2 separate regions of the Mus musculus genome follow, and region 2 is linked to region 1. Evidence: chromatin contacts called from public promoter capture Hi-C data. All regions are on one chromosome and are shown on one strand. The core of a region is the stretch at or near the end of the contact, and the rest is flanking DNA. Distances in the headings are between cores, read along the strand shown. Region 1 holds the start of Hcfc2 (host cell factor C2). Region 2 holds the start of 1500009L16Rik (RIKEN cDNA 1500009L16 gene).

Evidence for each region. Promoter capture Hi-C pulls out the DNA fragments that hold promoters and counts their contacts.
Region 2: a promoter capture Hi-C map of cranial neural crest shows a contact between it and region 1. The contact joins the promoter of 1500009L16Rik here to the promoter of Hcfc2 in region 1. A contact is called at or near these places in 14 of 39 promoter capture datasets (the 3T3-L1 cell line, 3T3-L1-derived adipocytes, the HPC-7 cell line and 10 more) and 1 of 484 Hi-C or Micro-C datasets (CD4 T cells).

What each region holds. Positions count from the first base shown.
Region 1 is chr10:82,696,412-82,702,376 of GRCm38.p6, forward strand. Hcfc2 (host cell factor C2) reads left to right here and starts at 2,703. Exons shown (of 14, transcript NM_001368720.1): 1 at 2,703-2,895; 2 at 4,508-4,656. The coding sequence starts at 2,733.
Region 2 is chr10:83,719,226-83,725,190 of GRCm38.p6, forward strand. 1500009L16Rik (RIKEN cDNA 1500009L16 gene) reads left to right here and starts at 3,640. Exons shown (of 6, transcript NM_001145198.1): 1 at 3,640-3,809. The coding sequence starts at 3,764.

The DNA of each region.
Region 1 (5,965 bases), core at 1,453-3,952:
TTGCTTCATGATAGGGGGAGGGGGGCTTTGAACTCACAGAAGCTGCAGTTACACCTGCATAAGAGTGGACCTAGCAGTGTGCCTTTACAGATGGGGGGGGTAGAGGATCCTGAAGACCACCCCTTCCTTAGGAGCTGCTAGCAGTTAATGGTTGAGGGAGAGACATTGTCTTCAGATAATATCTACTAAGGTCAATGAAGGAAGGAAATATGTTGTAGTAGCTGATGAGTCACTAGACTGGGTCAAGCTGATAGGGTTTTTTTTTTTCCTCCCTTTGTCTCTCATGGCTGGCCTCCAAGATCCCACACAGGAGGTAGAAATGACAGCCATCTCTCAATCCCTCTTGCTTGATGGACCTCAGTTGTGGGTTATGTTCTTGTCAGCTTAAGCTTCAGTGCTCTGGCTCTTTCTCCTACCTGATAAAGGGCAACAAAGGCTTGTGCACCCAAGTCCTGGCACTGGGCCCCTGGCTCCCGCCTGCTGTAACTGGTTTTCTTCCTTGGCTCTTGAGTCTAAATCACTGGTCTGGTAGCACGGTTAGATTCCCACATGGCCTAGAGCCCCACCTTGCTTTTCTCCATGGCCCCCGCTACAGCTTTAGCTAAGAACCATGGCCAGAGCCCTCTGATCTGTAAATAGACGTCTGCCTCTCTCATCTTGAGAACAGTGCCTGATTAGACCATCTGTTATTGAGCTCATCCGCTAGTCTTCCCCAGAGTCCTCAACCGAGACCTTGCCCATAGCTCTCAGAGGTCTGCCACACTTGGGCACTGGTGTCTTGCTCTACAACTGGCTCTTCAATGCCCTGTAGCTAAGGAATAGGATTGGAAGCAGTAGTAATATATAAAGATTATAGAAATTATTTTACTGAATGACAACTATGTGCGAGGTGTAGCCTGAGAATGGCACAGGTTCTTGCTTCCATGGCAACAACTCCAAAGAACAATAGACTATGCTCTCTGCATCTCCTCCCCCACTCATTCTTTGGCTCTCTCTAGCCTCTCCTCCTCCACTTAAAGTGTTTAACTCTAGGCCAATAGCAACCTCCTAATTTGCAAATCCAACACTTCCTCCTCCTACATGAACTCTGTGTGGCTTCTAAAGGAAATGGAACACTAATAGCTAAGAGGTCAAAAGGGAACTTGGCGAGGACTGATATTTAGAAGAAGCCACAGGCAAAGGGAGGTTCATAAAGGTGGAAGTGGTTTTCAAAGCCAAACCCATAGAACAAGTCCCCAGTTCCCTTTTGCCTTCTGTTATAACCTTTTAAATGCTGGTTTCTTAGGGGTACAGCTCACCCTCCTTCTCTACCCTGTCCAACCTTTCCTTCACGTGTTACCTACATTGGTGTTCTGTTCAGACTTTCTCTCCAACTGTGAGACAATTCTAATGTGTTTATTCTTTTTTAAGATTTTCTTTGATGAGTACAGGTGCGTTGCCAGCAGGTATGTCTATGAACTACAGACCCACCTGGTACCTGTGGTGGCCAGAAGAGGGTGTAGATCCCCCAGAACAGAGGGTTCCAGACCATTGTAAGCAGCTATGTAGGTGCTGGAAATCAAACCCAGTTTTGTTTTTGTTTTTGTTTTTGTTTTTGTTTTTTTGATACAGGGTCTCTCCATTTAGCCCTGGCTGTTTATTCACCATGTAGGCCAGGCTGGCCTCAAACTCTTACTCCTGAGTGCCATTCAACTCTTTCAAGGCACAAGGCTTGTGGCACTTTGATATAGCAGGCCTACAAAATAGACTCTTTCCAAATTAACACTGAGTTTGCAACTTTTAAGGGTTTCCCCCTTAGTCTTTTTGTCTAAGAATATTAACAACACTATAAAAAGAAGCCTCCGCATGAAAATAATGACCTGCTGTGATGGTCGATATTGCTGATTTGATACTATCTAAACTTACTTAGGAGACAAGCCCGTGGGCAGGCCTATGAGGTTATCTAGATCAGATTAATTAAGGTGGGAATAGATGTAAGGTTGAAATAAATTAAGGTAGAAATAAACTGGGATGCCATCCTGGACTAAATAATAAGGCAGCCCGGTTCCAGCATCCGTGGCTCTCTGCAGATGAAATTCCACCAGCCACTTCCAGCCAAGCCTCTTCATTATGATGGGCTTCTCAGTGAGGGGAAACAAACCCTTCTGTCCTTCAAAGGTTTTTGTCAGGGGATTTTTTCACAGCAACAAGACAACTAATACACCTAAATGAACCGAAAATCACCTTTGGGGTTATCTTTTGCTGTGTAGGCTTGTCACCTCCAAATCTGAGCCGTGCTCAGGCCCTGCACTTAGCCACCGTGTCCACTGTCCTTGTCCTGCAGTCTGGGAGACCCTCCTTTGAGATGACAGATTTGCCTTAGGCGCTCCCTGTGCTCTCATCACTTGGGACCTACACGGCAGGCAGCTCTTCTCCAGTGCCTGTGATAACAGTTTCCAGGGCGTGACGCTCCTACACAGAAGATGCTCCAAGTGGACCTAAAGGACAAAGCTGTAACCTCCTCCCCGAACACCCCACTGAAAGCCACAGAGAGGAGGGTTGGCAGGGTTGGCGGGAGGGGCTCCATCTTGGCGGAGCCCCGAGGGCCACGTCGCCACGGGCTGGGGGGGCGGGGCCCGCGGGTCACGTGCCGGGCCTCCCGCGCACAGCTGGAGGCGGCGCTCGTCCTCCCCACGAGCCGTGGAGCCCGTGGCGCGCGGGGCATTGTGGGCCGAGGGGCGGGGGTTGGGAAGATGGCGGCTCCCAGCCTCCTCAACTGGAGGCGGGTTTCCTCCTTTACCGGACCGGTGCCTCGCGCCCGGCACGGACACCGAGCCGTGGCCATCCGGGAGCTGATGATCATCTTCGGCGGGGGCAACGAGGGCATCGCGGACGAGCTGCACGTCTACAATACCGGTAGGCGGCGGCTCGGCGACCCCGCCTCGGGACCGCGGAGGGGGAGGGGAGGAGCGGCGGACGCGGGCCTGACAGCTGTCACCGCCGGGTCGCCGCTACCCCAGCCGGGCAGGCGGCGGGGGAAGATCGGCTGGGTCGGCAGCCCGAGCTCGCAACGTGTTGGAAGGCGGCTCGGTGCTCGCGGTTCCGCGGGCTGGACGTGACTCCACCGGTAGACATCGAGACACCCCGGCCCATCCCTCCCCGTGGACCCGAGACGGCGGGTTCCACGGCTGGGCCTCCACCCTAGGGCCGGTCACTTAAGGGGTGGAGATCCCGCCAGTGTCAAGAACAAAACCCACCCCAAGGCGGGCCTCGGTGGTCTTTGCCTTCCCCCAGCCCCCTTCTTAGAACCTAGAGAGTTGAGGGGCGGGGAGGTTCTCCTGGCTGCCTCTTCAGCGTAGGTACAGTTAGTACCGGGCGGAAGCCCGCAAGACAGTTCTCTAAACTCGCGGCGGAGAGAGTTGTGGGTGAACGCGGACTGGTCTCTGATTAGCCGATGTCTGTAGTGTATGTGCTCTGCCCTTCCGGGCTGGTCCTCGCCAAGGGGCTGTCATAGCTAAGGCACCGCTGCACAGCTCGAAGTGTCACTTGTTAAGGGGGCAGGTCTTGACCTCCGTGCTGGTTGAAAGTATATTTTCTCCACTTACAAGTAGTCTAGCAATCATAGGAAACTAGTTAAGGCTAGATACTGAATTTGGTGTCGTTTTAGTTCACAACCTACAACTTTGATGAAACAACTTGATCACAGTAGTCCTCTAAAAGCTAAAAACGGTAGGAGAAATTTTGTTAGTTTTGACTCTCCTCAGTACTCCAACAGAAAAAGTTTTGAAGATGTTTGATTTGGTATAGTGTAAATACCCTGGGCTTAGAAGAAATTGGGTCTGTTTTGAATCTTGCTTTGGCAATTGTTCTAAATCAGCATTAAAGTTACCACGTCTTTCTAAATCACAGGTTTTCCACTTCTTTAATGGGGGGTGACACCAGGATTTTTTTTTAAGAGTACAATGATGCAGAACAGGTTTTCTTTTCCTTTTTCAATACAGGTTTCTCTGTGTAGCCCTGGCTGTCCTAAGACTAGCTCTGTAGTCCAGACGGGCCTCGAACTCACAGAGATCAATGAGCCCCTCGGCCTCCCAAGTGCTTTACTCGGACTAAAGGCATGTGCCACCAGTGCCTGCCCCAGATCTGGGTTTTCAACAGCAGCATTATTACATTTTGGGACTGGTGATTTTTGGCTGTGGCTACTACCTTGTATGTTGTAAGATGCGTGCTGGCATCCTCAGGCTCGAGCCATGGGTTGGTAGTTACACCTCCATCCCAGTTGTGACAACTATATATGATTTTAGACATTGTAAAATCAGTATTCTTGGGGGAGCAAAATAGTCCCCAATTGAGAACTGTTGGAATAAAGGATGGATATGCATGCATGAATGTATGTATGTATGTATTATTATGTAAGTATATATACACATATTCTTTGATTATATGTATAGATCCTTTGACTAATATATTTATCACTCATGGAGTGTGGTAACTTGTTATAATTTATTTTATTTTATTTTTCAACTAGTTACAAACCAGTGGTTCCTACCAGCTGTTAGAGGAGACATCCCTCCAGGCTGTGCAGCCCATGGATTTGTCTGTGATGGGACTAGAATCCTAGTGTTTGGGGGAATGGTTGAATATGGAAGATACAGCAATGAGTTATATGAGTTACAAGTAAGTATATCTTACATTTATTGTTTTCAGTGTGAAGAGCTAATGAAATTGTCATAGTTTTTAAAGGGATGACAAGTATTTTATTAGTACAGTGACAGAAACAGATGCTCTGCATTTTATAGCTTCAAAGAAAATGTTTCCACTTCTACTAACAAGTCAAAATATCTGCTGTCTTGTCATAGGTGTGGTATGACATTTATAGCATAAGGGTATCTAGCCTTCAGCAGCTCTTTGACACAGTTGTCCTTTAGTCTACAACACAAGCACCTCCCAACTGATGACAGCAGATTGCTGGAGTCTGCCCCTAGGTGTTTGAAATCAGTATTGTCTGTGGTGGAGCCTGGATGTTGGCGTTTCTACCACCGAGACTGTGCTTGCAGTGTCTCGGTATGAAAGGAATGGTTTCCTTTAACAGTAGGAACTATCCTCCTCTGTAGTCATGCAGAGAGAGGGGACAGTTTCACCTGGGCTTTCTAGGTTTGACTTGCTTGTTAAACCAGTCAGTCCTCATTGACTAATCTCGCTGTGTTCCAAGGACCATCCATGATCATGAGAGTATCTACCACTTGACATATGTGAATGGGTTGTACTTATTTCCAAGCAAGCAACCATTTCATATAATTGAAAATAGAGAAGATTCTCATGGCTAAAAGAATACATTTTGGAGTTTGGTTTTGTTAAATGAGTTTTGTTTACTTAAAGGTTATTTAGCATTCATGGTTTATCTAATATCTAAAAGCAAGTTTTTATGAATTGCTTCTATTCTTAAAGTTCTACATACAAATACTTAAATTCTTTTCGCTTGGAAAAAATTAGAAGTGATAGTACTTACTACTACTTATTATTATTAGTATTAGCTTATAGAAGATTAGTCTGAATGTCTATTAACACATACATATACACACATATACCTACATATATACTTACAGCTTTGTGAGACAAATCTCACATAGTCCAGGCTGCCTTTAAATTCACTCAGTAGCTAAGGTTAGCTTTCAACTCCTGATCCTCTTGCCTTACAAAGTCTGGGATTACCATAGCCAGCCTTACTCGGATATACATTTTACTCTCAGAAGGTAGCCACTTCTCTTGAGTCTGATGCATGCCTTTAATTCTAGCACTTGGGAGGCAGAGACAGGCAGAGCTCTTAAGTTGGCGGCCTGGTCTACACAGTGAGTTCCAGGACAGCAAGGGCTGCATAGTGAGACCTTGTTTCAACATATAAATCACTAGTTAGATACTTTTTTGTCATTTGTCCCCAGAGGAGCTTATTGGATCTTCCGGTGAGATTCAGATGTATTCGTATGGT
Region 2 (5,965 bases), core at 2,390-4,889, 1.0 Mb after region 1:
TCAGATGATCCCGCCCTGCCCTTTGACTAAACTCACTACTGTGATAACCACAGTGAGGTCACCCCTCCCTCTGCTCCCTAGCCCCCACCTGCCCTCTAGCCTGATCTTGTGGACTTCTTTTTTCTGTTGATGGAGGAGATGCAGCACTCTCCTGCCTCAGTGCTTTGTACTATCTATTCTTTTTGCCTGGGGTCTTCTTGGGTCGTGGAGTCTGAGTTCTCATCAGCAGACCTCTTAAAAAACCCACCGTACTATATCACTTACTTAAAACTCCATCATTTCTTTCTCCACCCTGAGCCTCTATTTCAAGGACTTGCTTTTTTTCTTCTTTCTTTTTCTTTTTTTTCTTTTGGATTGGGTTTATAGTGTCCGAAATTGCCTCTTTTACTTTGACTTTGCCTTTTCTTCCTAGATTTTCCCTCTGTCTTGTTAACAGCCATTTCTCATGCATGTAGAGGGCTGGCTGGCCTGAAGGCGGTGCTGAACAGTGATTGTTAAATGAAGGGACAGATTACACATGCTATAACTTTATCAGGTGGAGTATACGATATCCACCAGGGTCAGTTTCCTCTGGCCAAGGGGCACATCTGTGGTCGGGTAGGTTGGGTCTATGACTGCTCATTGTCACATGCACACACACACACACACACACACACACACACACACACTCACACACACACACAGCTGCATGGAGAGCCATGAGCTATTCGTAAGAGAACTTACATGATTTAGGCTCCTAGTAGGTCATTGTGCTACTTATTATTATTATTGGGATTTAGGAAGCAGAATTATTTATCTTTTTCTGGGTAGATATTAACAGGAAGCCAAGACAATCCCATGGATGTTCTTTCTAAATTCATCTCCTGCTTGGGTCAGGAAGACTAGACCTAGAAGCAGACTCTCAGCAGCTGGTAAGGTGGCAGCGACCTCTCACATTGCTAGGCCAGGGCATGTTCTCTGCTTGTGCAGTGACATAATGGCAGTGCTTGGACAAGATTACAAGGGAGTCTTGGTTTGTGTCTCTGTCTGCTGAGTGGCCTGAGTGGTACTGCTGTGCGGTGCCACCATACTGGACGAAGCTGCCACAGATAGCTGGTAGTGTCAGGCCAGTTTCTGGATCTCATGGTGTACTTTCACTATTCTTACGGGTGTCTCAGGAGTGACTCGCAGGGTCAGGTAACAGAATTAAAGAACAGTGCAAGGGGTGGTGGCACATGCACTTAGTCCCAGCACTCAGGAGGCAGAGGCAGGCAGATCTCTGTGGGTTGGAGTGAGCCTGGTCAGTGAATTCCAAGACAGCCAGGGTGATTACAGAGAGAGACCCTGACTCAAAAAAAAAAAAAACAAATTATCTATCTATCTATCTATCTATCTATCTATCTATCTATCTATCTACCCACCCACCCACCCACCGATCCATCCATCCATCATTGATACAGATACAGAGAACAGTATTTTTTTTTTTTTGGCTGTTTGGTATAGCCTTTCAATATAGGATTTGTTTAGGGATGGCCTCTGAACCAAGACAGCAGAGGCCAAGGTGGAAACCAGTATACTGTGGATCAGTCTCTAGGTGGGAGTGTTCACTTGGAAGGCTGTGGTACTTCATGAGTAGAGACTTGTTGGAAGGAGTGGGTCACTGGGTGTGGGCCCTGAGGTTATCATACGACCCAGCAGTTTCCTGTCTGCTCTTGGATCCAGTGAGACCAGCCACCTGAGGCAGGAATTTAGTTCACAGTAGCCAAAGGGAAAACGGCTCCCGATGCAAACTCCAAGCTACTCACGTATGTTACAGTGTAAATGGATGTTAAGTGCAACTAGAATGCTAGGTTTAAACACCAAAGCTAGACTCACCAAGGACGACCAAGACAAAGACCCTTACAGCTGGGTACAAGTCACTCAAGGATTTGATACAACTCAGACAAACCATGAGGTCCAAGCCCAGCATCGGTGAGCTGCTCCCACAAGATAACCCCCCCCCATCAGTTAGTTAAGAGGCAGCTGTAACATTGTAGCTGCCTTTTGGTAGCTGTGAGGACAGACAGAGCTTTGAATAACTGACAACATTTAGGATACTCACAGGGCAGGAGGTAACACCAAAAGAGTTACTTTCTCTTTTTACCGAACTTTTATGTCTTAGGAGCCTGACTCATTATCCTTTAATGTTTTTCCCTGTAAACCTCTTAATAAAGTTTCCCACCTCACTCTTACAAGCATCTGCAACTTTAATCTTTATTGGCATAGGACAATGAGCTTGGAGTCACTGCCTCTGGTCAATCATGGCGATAGTTAAGTGTCCACTACCTTAGGACTCTGGCTCAGACCCCCCTGGCTGAGAAAGACTGTTGCTCTCCAGCCCTATAACAGCTTCATGTGCTTTTAACGCCCTCCCTTCCCCACCACAATGGATGGAACTTCCCTCCAATCATCAGCCAGAATAAACCCTTCCTTTCCTAATTTACATCTTGTCAAGTATTTTGTCACAAAACTCTCTCTCTCTCTCTCTCTCTCTCTCTCTCTCTCTCTCTATATATATATATATATATATATATATATATTACAGTTGTGGAGTAACAATGAAGTAAATTTATCGCTGAGGGTCACCACAGTATGAGGGACTGCATTAAAGGGTCATATGTAGCATTAAGAAGGCTGAGAACCACTCTTTTATATGACCCCTCAACATACCTATAGAGTTAAGCCCATTTCTTAAGCCGTTCCACCCTGTATAACTCCATTTGTGTCCCTGTTTTGATGTAGCTAATTTGTTTATAATTTGTCTGTCTGGGGACACAGTCTCCCACATGTTTGCAACCCCAGAGCTTAGTAAAGAACTTGGCACAGTCAGGGCTTCTCTATAAATAGCGAGTTTAAACCGGAGCTCTACTTCCTGGCTTGAGCTTACCTCTCAATGAGTTTTATTGATTCTGCATTGTGAGCCAGGAGGACACTAGGGAACGGAGGGTCCTCGTCTTTAAGGAATTTGTATTACTGCTCAAAAGCTCAAGACCTATTATAGCAGATGGTGTTAGCTGAGGCACAGGTGCTGAGCAGTTTACAACCTCTCAGTGTGGCTCCTAAAGTCCCACAGCTGTCAGAGGGCAGAGCAGGAGTTGTGGTCCCAGCAGTTAGGGACCACGGAGATTCATAGATCTGCCTTAGATCAGAAAGCAGGGTATACAACTCTAGTTACAGATCTGGGAGACATTGATTGTAAGGAGGAGCACCAGGTCTGACCGACCTGGGGCAGAGCTGGTTTTTCTAAGTGAGGAAGGATGGAGCTGTCTCAGCTTTCTTCGAAAGCAGGAGAGGTTTTGGTTTCCTCTTCAGATCTGAATATCAATTAGTCTGTCGACCTTAGCCTTATCAGACGTACACCCAGGATACTCAGAGCAGGTGTTCCCTGTCACTTCCTCTCCTCTCCACATCCTGGGGACAGGGAGGGGCCACGAAGAAAGAGAGCGAAGGTGAACAAGAGGGAGAGCGAGCGGGTGAGACCTGCTGCGGACCACGCCTTCTGCCATGACCCCCAAACCCTACTTTAAACTCCCGCCCACTTTCAACCGCCACCAATGCTTGGCCCAGGAACGCGCAGAAGGCTGCGCATTGGTCGGTGCCGTGGTTGCCGCGGTGACGGGTGGGTTCGTGGGGGTCCCCGCGCGGGGCGGGGCTAGGGCTGTCCCTAGTCCCGCGCGCCGCCTCCTTCTGGGTCTCCTCCACTGGGACCTGAGGTCCAGAGCGCGGCTTCCCTGCGGGTGGCGCGATGGGTTGCGGGAACTCCACGGCCACCAGCGCGGCCGCGGGCCGAGGTAAGCAGAGCTGCGGGGCGTAGGTCCCTCGGGAGAGGGGGCGGCGGCGGCGGCGGGGGTGGGGGTGGGGGCGCAGTTCCTTCGGCCCATCCTCAATTTCGAGCCTGGAGCTCGCCTGCTTCTGGAAAGACCGAGAGGAAGCCGGTGCCCCTGTGCGGGGGCGGTCACGCCCGGATTCAGCGGGGAGGACAGTCGCCTGGGTCCTGCAGCCTGTCTCTGCATCCTTCTGGGGAGCAGAATTTCCCAGACGTGTTTCTGGTCCCTCACATCCCCTTTCTATTGGCTTGCATCCAGGCCTCACCCGGACCCCTTGGCTCCCAGTCCCTGCGCCTGGGAAAGTGTTGCTGAGCAAATCGGGACTTTTTTGGGGGTGGGGCCGAGTGCCAGTGGGTTGGGGACAGCAGCCTGCAGGGCTCTAAAAACGCATCCGTTTGGGTCTGCGTACTTAAGACCCACCCTGCTGCCCGCTAAGATTTTCATAGAGGAGCTGCGGTACCTAGACGCACAGATTAGCTTGATGGAGCTCTGGACTGGCCTCTCTTTTTGATAAATTTTCACTTAAAAATACATCCAAACTTGTCTGTGCACGACTTCATTTCGTTGATTGGCAGGGCAGGGCTTCTAGATTTTCCTGGCTAAGCCAGGCTTTGTATCAAGTAACTTACTGTAAGATTCAGACCCTCTGATAAAACTAGCTGATGTTGGGATTTGTTTGGGGTGGTGTTCTCTGCTGACGTATTTTAGCGTCTTTTTGGATAGGGTTCCCTACCTTCTCTAGCTGAGTCCAGTCAGGTATCACAGCCCACTCTAACCAGCAAGCGCAAACGGTAGTCAAATACTGCAGTGTTTGCGGAGCGGATGTGGGTGTCCAGCTATTGAGTTTTGAAACCTTAGGGATGTCACCTCCCATAGCCAAGTCCTTAAGGCTTGGCAGTTATTTTTGTGATTGATTGAAGCACTCAGGTTTGAACTCAGGGTCTGATCATTGCACGTGCTGCGCAGACCTTTGACCATCGGGCTGTATTCCTGGTATCGTTCTTTACTTTGAGATAGGGTCTCACTAAGTTGTCCAGGCATGCCCTGATCTCACTGTGCTGCTCTGGCTGGCCTTAAACTTGCTACTCTCCTAGATCCGTCTCTTTATGACCTAGGACAAAAGGCCTGCAGTACCAAGCCTGGCTGAACTTGTTTAAACATTTACAGGATGGGAACCATTGTGGAAATCTATTCAAATATTGGCCAGATTTGGTCTATCTTTTTTTTGGGGTGTGGGGCACAGTCAATGTGATACTTTTGGATTAAGTGTGTCTCAAGGGATCTAACTAAAACATCTGGGAGTCTAGGCCCAGGGAAAGTATATCCATTCCAGGTGACCTTCGTTGTTTTGAATTTAGGTCTGTCTTTGGTATCTGCAGACAGCCACTGGGAAGCAAATCTTTTAGATTCCTATAGCAGTGACTCAGCTTAGTTAGTATCCTATGCAAATGAGAGCAGGGGCGGGATTTAAGCTGGGGTGTGGCCCCGTTTCATTGCAACAAGGAAATCAGGAAAAGTGTCAAAGCGTCAAATGTCCGTTCTGAGGCTCAGTGTAACCTATCGCACGCGTGCTTGGCTGAAAGAAAAAAAAAAGAGTTGAGAATGTTAAAAAACAAAAACAAAAACTGAAAGGAGGACCCAGAAAAGATTTAGAAATGAAGAAAGTTTGGCGCATTTACATTCTTTAAGAATCTATTTTTATTCCTATGAATGTGCAGCTGTACGCTATGTGCATGTAGGTGCCCGAGAAGACCACAAGAGGGCAGCATATCCTCCGGAACTTGGGTTCCAAGCCATTGTGAGCCACTGTGTAGGTGCTGGGAACCAGACTTGGGTGATCAGCAAGAGCAGCAAATGCTCCTAACTGCTGAGCTGTTAGTTCAGCCCTGCACAGCGACATTTTATTAACAGACTGCTTGTCAGATTTGGGGCTAGAGGGAGAAGTATTGTTGTTAAGTGAAAATTGGAACGATGATAACAGAAACGTTAATGTACAAATTACATTTCAGTGGTGGGGTGGCCAAGGAGTGGAGACATTGGATTTTAGGCTGGAGATGTAGCTTTAGGTGGTACCTGCCTAACACACACAAACCCTATAGACTCTATCTTCCAAACCCAAT